Regions from separate parts of the Ovis aries genome. Here region 1 is linked to region 2. A link is a contact called in public Hi-C data. All regions are on one chromosome and are shown on one strand. The core of a region is the stretch at or near the end of the contact, and the rest is flanking DNA. Distances in the headings are between cores, read along the strand shown.

What was found. A called contact is a pair of places that touch in the nucleus more often than the background predicts.
Region 1: a Hi-C map of tail adipose tissue shows a contact between it and region 2, with 4 times the contacts expected there. The contact joins the promoter of UGCG here to the enhancer-like site in region 2. A contact is called at or near these places in 4 of 16 Hi-C or Micro-C datasets (blood, retroperitoneal adipose tissue, skin fibroblasts and 1 more).

Annotation. Positions count from the first base shown.
Region 1 is chr2:11,653,639-11,657,990 of ARS-UI_Ramb_v3.0, reverse strand. It overlaps UGCG (UDP-glucose ceramide glucosyltransferase), which reads left to right and starts at 2,809. Exons shown (of 9, transcript XM_004004013.5): 1 at 2,809-3,304. The coding sequence starts at 3,207.
Region 2 is chr2:11,533,245-11,537,325 of ARS-UI_Ramb_v3.0, reverse strand. No RefSeq gene overlaps it. Among named protein-coding and RNA genes, the nearest start is that of UGCG, 120 kb to the left of the region's middle. Within about 2 kb of position 2,240, at least 12 of the 54 cell types and tissues checked have an H3K27ac peak or open chromatin away from gene starts, as enhancers often do. A contact at or near this core is called in tail adipose tissue, where this site is marked.

The sequences.
Region 1 (4,352 bases), core at 1,560-4,059, 120 kb before region 2:
CCTATGTTCTCCCAGCCTCTGTTCTTGTCTTTTCTGGGACATAGAACTAGAACCAATATAATTTCATTTCAGTTGGAATCAGCTACAGTTATTTTGGTCTGGATTTGGTTCAAACCAAAAATGTGTTCCAACTACGTGGTTGAACTAGACATTTTAAATCCTTTTCTTGTTAAGGTTTTAAAACTAAACTATCCATGGCCATTAAATGACAGTCAAATGTGGGTTTTGTTTATCTCTAAAAACACTGCTCCTTAAAAATGTACATATTTAAATCACTAATGCTACTAAATTGCCACTGAAAAAAGTCAGAGGCCCTGAACTTGGTAGAATTGGTGTTCAAAGAGACAGGAGAGCCCTTTAGACAAGCAACCAAAACAATGTAAACTGCCAAAAGTAAGATCAGCGGACAGGGTTTTTACTAAACTTCTATGCTGCTATGCTACATGGAAGAAATTTATACTTTTATCATATATAAAGAATGTTGAAAGTGAAATAAAAGTGTTAGTCACTCATTTTTGTCCAACTCTTTGTGACCCCATTGACTGTAGCCAGCCAGGTTCCTCTGTCCCTGGAATTCTCAAGGCAAGAATACTGGAGTGGGTTGCCATGCCCTTCTCCAGAGGGTCTTCCCCACTTAGGGACTGAACACAGGTCTCATGTCTCCTGCGTTGGCAGGTGGGTTCTTACCACTAGCACCACCTGGGAAACCTATATAACCTTAGGATTACACATTCTGACGCTACTCCTTTAAAATTATCAACCAGGCTTGGACAGACTAAATTTAAATAGGCTAAAGTACAACACAGCAAATCTTCTATCTACTAGTTATATCCAATTAGAGGAGTTCTGTTAACTCTTAAGAATATTTGATTCTTTCACTTTTCTTTGGCTTCATTTTCCATGTCATTGATTTTAAAATCCTTCATTGTAAGGTTCCAAACAATTTGGATAAATGCAGAATAACACAAAATGCTTAAACTGACCAACTGATGTAGTTCATCATATCTTAACAGTACATTAATGGTAAGATGCAGCATTATTTTACGTACAACTAAGGAAAAAACACCAATTAATTGTAAAATGCCATTGACTGTGAGATCCATTTCAGAAATGTTAAAATGTATTCAAATGTTTCTTTTTAAGTCAGAATTAACTAAAATAGTGACATTTAAAAATTTTCACTTGTAGTGTTATTTCCATGCTAGTACACTATCGAGCTATAACTTTATCAACCAGTAACTCTCAACAATGAAGTCTGGTTTCTAAGTCTTGTTCTTTCTTACTGACTTTACCCAGGTAAAACAAAGGATACAGCAAATCCAGGATTGGTTCTCAACATAGACGTTAATTCAAACTCTTCTAAAGGTGTGCGTACACTCAGTCGCTAAGTCGTATACATCTTTTCTATCCCATGGATTGTAGCCTGCCAAAATCCTCTGTCCATGAGGTTTTCCAGGTAAGAATACTGGAGTAGGTTGCCATTTCCTTTTCCAGGAGATCTTTCTGACACAGGGTAACCCCTGTGTTCTGCATGCAAGTGGATTCTTTCTAACTGAGCCACCTGGGAAGCCCCTTTCTGATTGTAGTTTCTCATTTAATTGTAGATTGAGGTAGTTCATTCGATCAATATCAACTATATAAATAACAATGATAAACAACTTCTTTCCAAAATTGAAATCTATTCTGAAATCTCTCTAGGGAGTCATGGATTATGTAAAAGGAAATCATTTGAAATAATAAACACTTGTCTAAACATAAAACAGTGAAGAATCTACATAAACTCATCTAGGCTAAAGAAAGAGAAACGTTTAGTACTAGATTAAAACATCTCCCTGGACTGATTTAAATTAAGATAAACAGTAGGTTACCTTACTATCCAAAATGCCACATCTTTCCATTTTAGAGTGCTATCCTCCTGGGTAACTTAAAATCTTCTAGTAGCTAGCAGAATTTAAAAAACAGCAGCAAAGGCAGCGAAACAATTTTAATAAATTAACTCGTATCAAAAATATTCTTAAAATTTGAAATCAATATAAAATTAATGACATCAAGTGTATCACTTCATATTAGGTGTATGACTTACATTCGTAACACAACTCATTTAGTTCCTGCTATCCACATTTCAAGCGCGCAATAGCCCCTATGGCTATCATATTGGGCAGGAGTCTTAGAGGACTTCAGAATCAGCTAATCCTTTACATCCAGAGTTTGAGAATTTCTTGTATGTTACATACATGCTGCTTCTAAGGTGCTTAGAGATCTGTGAAGCAGAAGACTTCACTCTCGGTACGTTGTGATCCAAGGCTCGACAGCATTGAAAGTAGCAAGGGAGAAAGGCAATGGGACAGATCCGGACGCCCAGGAACGTGCCTTGGAAGGTCTGGGCCGCTCCGGGCAATGCCCGGCGCAGAGACTGCGGACACAGCTTTGGAAGTTGCACTGCGCGACAACTCGGGGCTGCCTGGAACCCCGGGCCTTTTCCTAGGACGCCCTGGCACACCAGAGCCGGACAAAGGGAAAGTGTCCTCGGAGCTGGACACAGGGTCGCGCTCCGCCGACAGAGGCGGCTGCCCGGGTCGCATTCGCCGGTCGCCGAGAGGTGGGCGGCGGCCGGCGGCTGGAGAGGAACACCCAGACTAGCCCTCCCAGGGGCGCGCTCACGACAGTGACGCCACCAGCGCGAGGGCGGCAGGGTGGGCGGAGAGGAGCGGCGCGCACCGCCCCTCGGAGGGCGGGACCGCGGTTTCGGAGGGCCGGGGCGGGGCGGGGTGCGCCGGGGAGTCGGGGCGCCAGCGGGCGGTTTCGATTAGTGCTCGGAGCTGCGACGGCAGAGCAAGGCGCGGAGCTGCGCTGCCCGGAGCCCGGCGCCAAGGCTGCGGGAAGGCGGCGGCGCAGGCGCGCGGGGTCCGGCAGGCGGCCGCGAAGAGGTGGAGAGGCGAGCGGGAGCGCGGGGCCACGGCCGACCTGACCACTGAGCCCGGCCACCGCAGCGCCGGCACCCGCGAGCGCGCCCGGGCCAGCGCGCGAGGGAGAGCGCGCGGGCGGGGGCGCGCAGGCCCTGCCCGCCCCTTCCGCCCCCACCCCCTCCGCCCCTTCCTCTCCCCACCTTTCTCTCCTCTTCTGCGCCCCCGCGCCGGGCGCCCACCCAGTCCTCCTCCTGCGGGAGCGCTGTCCGCTGCGGCGGCCGGATCGGGCCGGGCCGGGGGATGGCGCTGCTGGACCTGGCCCTGGAGGGAATGGCCGTCTTCGGGTTCGTCCTCTTCTTGGTGCTGTGGCTGATGCATTTCATGGCCATCATCTACACGTGAGTGAGGGGCAGCTGGAGGACCCGCGGCGGGGTCCAGGCCTCGGGGACAGGCGAGGGTAGGAGGAATTTCGCTTTGGAGGAGATTGGGCTCGGATGGGGGTGGAGACAGCCAATTTTCAGACTCTCCCTCCCAGTCTCTCTAGCCTTGGATCAGCTGGGCCGGGGGGTTCATTGGAAGAGAGAAGTGACCAGTGAGGGGGTGGCTGGGCGGCAGGCGACTTCACAGCCAGCGGAAAGAGACTGTACTCTTTTTATGTGTAGGGCGGAGGGTTGCTTGCTTGGTTTGATTGTGCTATGGATTCGTGTGGTTTTTCATCTGGGCCAAGATGTATGGTGTATTGTGAGGTTTTTTTCCCTCTCTCGACCTGGGCCACGTTTCTATTATGATGGTGATCATTTCCACTCTTCTGGGAGCTGCACGCAGCCACCTGGAGACCTCCCTGTGGATTTTCTTCTTCCTGGATAAGCTTTCTGTCCTTAGATAGATGTGAAGCACCTGTCCATCTTGAAAAACGTCCACCAAACCTCTGAACTGGTGGTGTAACCTTAAGTCACGTCAGCTTGTACATTTCAGTGTGGCTACCCCCCACCCCCCAATTCCTTATATTTTGTCTTTAGATTGGGTCCGCCCCGCCCCCCAGGCACATACCTTTTCATTAGATACCATTCATTGAAGACACAGTATCAAGCACGACAGAATTCCTGTCCTCATAGAGCTTACATTCCAGAAGGGAGAGACATAATTAAAATCCGAATAAGGTTATTTCAGATAGTGATAAAGACTATGAAATAAAATAAAATCGGGTAATGGGATGAGTATGACATAGGGTGTGTAACTATTTTTGATATTTTAATTGTTTGACTGTCTTTAAAATGGAAAAAGTCTTTGTAAGGAGATGAAAGAATTGACACAGCCCATTACTCTTGGATTCACTAGACTTTTAGCTGGAAAAAAAAAAAAAAAAAAGATTGTGCATAGTTATCTTTACCACCATTTAGAATAGGGTATATGTTAGTAGAGAGAAGACTTTAAGAAATTACTTAA
Region 2 (4,081 bases), core at 991-3,490:
TCTCTTGATCTGGATGGGAAATATTATTGAATCCATCTTTGGAAATACACCCTGCCATGTACACCCACACAATCAATCCCCAAGTCTTATCCATTCTACCTTCCAAATACTTCTCAAATGTATTTACCTCTCTCTCTCTATTGCATCACCTTCTGCAGGCCACCATTTTTTCTCTCCTGAAAGCTTGTCTTAGCTTCTTCACTGGCTTCCAGGATACTTCTAGAGTTCCTTCATTCTTGGTGTGACTGATAGAGTGATCCTTTTATATGGCAAACTTAATTACACTTCTCCCTATACTTAAAACCTTTACAAAGCTCCCACTGCCTTTAAAAAAAATCTAACATAGGTCATACATTCTTTCGTGCCTCTAACCCTAATTATATTTCCACCTCAACTCAGAGGATATAATGCATTAGTCCATAGCTCTATATATTTGAAGCATCTTAAACTAGATTTTTAACCTTACATAAAATTATTTTCATACTTATGTTAATGTTTCATTTGTGCCTTTGGGGTAATTTACTATTTATTATGAATCTCTGGTGCATATAAAATAGCTATTACTCCAAAGATACTTACAGGTGAAGGTAGTATTTCCAAAAGTATATGACTGTGATATCTTTCTATCCTCAAGTTTTCAATCGTTTTTGGATGTAACAAATGATTGTGTTATTCATAGAGATTTTTCAAAGTTGATTAATTGATTTATGGCTGTACTGGGTCTTTGTTGCTATGCATGGGCTTCTTTCTAGTGGAAAGTGGGAGCTGCTCTTTGTTTTAGGATATGGGCTCCTCATTGTGGTGGCCTCTCTTGTTTCAGAGCGTGGGCTCTGGGCACGTGGGCTCAGTAGTTGTGGCATATGGGTTTAGTTGCTCCACAGTATGTGGACCCTTCCAGAACAAGGGATGGAACCTATGGCCCCTGGCAGGCAGATTCTTAGGCACTGGACCACTGGGGAAGTCTCCATAGACATTTTTAAACTTCACCACCCCCAACACTCTTTGACTATGTTCATGGCTTCTGATGTTATAATAGTAGCTATTTTTGAATGACTTGTTTTATACGAATAAAATTTATTTATCAGACATTAAATAGAAATAAATAACAGACCTTTAAAATTAATATGAAAGTCTTTATCTTTTAATAGGACAACTTTACTCATTTACATTTATTTTCCTGGCTGAAAAACTTGGTTTCTCATCTCAAATTTTATGTTTTGCATTTTTTTCCTTGTGCTCCTTTGTTTTCTATCAATTATCTTTAGGCATTTAGCTTAAAGTTTTATGATACACCTTTGATAGTGTCCTGGAAAATAAACCGATGTTTCCAGTTGTACTAGTATTTATATTTATTTCTTTGCATGATGAAAAATTTTTTTAAATTTTGGCTAGGCCACGTTTTTTTGCCTCACTGTCCAGTTTTGCTTACTGAGAACCTATCACATATAGGACACAATAATACAGTAGTAAAGAAATAAAAAATCTCTTCTCTCACAGACCCTATAGTTTTGCAAAGAAGATTATAATTAAAAAAATAAAATAAGCATGTACATATTCTACACTCAGGTTATTGTCATACGAGCTTAGCCATATAATCAATTTCAAGAGTAATATCTGGCTTATGCAGTCACTTTGGAACTACATGTATCCTTTTTGTATATATTAGTGATTTTCAGTGCTCCTATGATGTTCCCACTATTGAGTCCTTCTTTATTTCTCTCCTTGGCTATAATACATCTTTTAAGAGCTAGGTAAAGTCTCCAAGAGCCAGCTAGCAAGGCAAAGGGACCTCAGAACCTCATAAAATTGATTCAGTCATGATTTTTCAGCAGCAGGGCACCATGATATATGCAGCAAGCCTGTGGATTTAAAAAGATGAAACTTCCTTGCAAAGTTCTAGAAAGCACTGCTCAGTTTTCAAAGAGGCATGTTTCTAAAACCTTAAGAGCTTGAATTGCTTTTAGGAACAATTCTTCTTTTTCCATTGCTTATAAGAACAACAATTCAGGGTTCACTGCACCCATAAAGAGATCTTAGAGCTAGCCATACAAAAGTTGAGGTAGGCTTTGTAGTAGAAGCATGGAGAAGGTTGGCTCAGGAAACCAGAGAGGAACTGAAATGATTGCTTCTGATCTCACAGAAACTAGATTGAGATAGCATCTGTTTCCTCTCGTGGACCAGACGTCTGGGGACTGACGCAGGACGGTGGATTAGGGAATGAACTTGATACTTGCATAATGACTGCCTTGCGAACAGCTACTCATTCTGGGCAAATGTAAGCAGGAAGCTAACTCCCAAACTGGGGAACCCAGAGACTGGGGAAAAGAAAAATCAATCTGAGAGTCAAGAAGTGTGTCAACAGGTTCATGTCAGGAAGCCAGCCCGAGTTCCGTGCCAGCGCTTGACACCCTTGCCTGTATGTCAAAGACAGCTGTTAGTTTTCTGGTGATGCATGCATACTGGTGGCTTGTCTGACTCCAGAAATATTTGGCTTGCTTACCCATGTGACTCAGACTCTGGAAAGTGATGGAAGAAAGAAAAAGCTAGTGTGAGACAGGGAAAACCAACCAATATTCAGGTCTCTGCTCTTGACTCTTGAAAGGTCTGGAGAAGTTATCACTTACCACCAAACTCTTAAGTTCTCAAATAGTAATTCGTCCTGGAAAAAAAGAGCGAGGTATTTGGAACAGAGGCTTATACCCCATACTCTTGGGGAAGTGGGTGGAACCATCCAGAAAAGAGGTAAATTTTCTGAAAGGAGATGTGTGAACTAATGATTTTATGATATAACAAAGGATTTTTCCTGCCAGTATTTCACACCTCTCTCCTTCTCTTTCATTTTCCCCCATGAAACATAAACTATGTATTCACAAGGGATTTTCATTCAAAAGTACTTCCTTTGAATCTATACCTTTCTATCTACATCTATATCTAGTCTCATATATATTTTGAGACTAGAGTTGGACCATTAAGAAGGTGAAGAATTGATGCTTCTGCCTTGTGATGCTGGAAAAGACTCCTGAGAGTCCCTTGGACTGAGAGCAGATCAAACCAGTCAATCCTAAAGGAAATCAACCCTGAATATTCATTGAAAGGACTGATGTTGAAGCTAAAACTCCAATACTTTGGCCACCAGATGCGAAGAGCTGACTCATTGGAAAAGACCCTGATTCTGGGGAAAGATTGAGGGCAAGAGAGAAGAAGGTGGCAGAAGATGAGATGATTGGATGGCATGACCAACTCAATGGACATGACTTTGAGCAAACTCTGGGAGCTAGTGAAGGACAAGGAAGACTGGAGTGCTGCAGTTCATGGGATTGCAAAGAGTTGGACATAACTTAGTGACTAAACAAAAAACAACAATATATTTATAGCTTGTTAAAAATATAATTATAGGTTATAAAGTTAAAATTTTCATTTAATGCATTCTATTAATTATTCATATATTTGTCCCATTTCTTAGTAATAAAGAAGTCATCATTTTTGGATCATATATAATAAAGAAGTAATTTTAATTTTAAAATACTTTGTTTTAGATCAACACCTCATTGATATACTGTCAGTTCACTTTAAGGTACTGAGATAATTTTTATATTATATCACGGCAAAACTCTACTTTTTAAAAATTAACAAATGGCAGAATCTAATTTTTTTAACTGTGTGGAAAAAAATCCTAATTTTAAACAAACAAATTAAATGACACGTTATGTTGAGTTTGGTTTGGGAATCAAGCATGTTCTACAATGAAGTAATGAAGCAAGAATGTATATGCTATCAAAAACAGGCAAAATCATTGGCAAAATTGTTTGAAGTTTCAAAATTTTTGAACATTAAAAATCTATTGGTGGGGCTGGGAGAGTTCCCTTGATGGTCCAGTGGTTGGGAATCTGCCTCCCAATATAAGGAATCCAAGTTCTCTCCCTGGTTAGGCAACTAAGATTCCACATGCCAGGGGGGCAACTAGTGAAAGCCAGAGTGCCATGATAAAGACCCAGGGCAATCAAAAAAAATTTTTTTAATCTATTGGTTTACTGTTTTAATTTTGCGTTTTATATCAGGATAACAAAATTAGAAAGTTCCA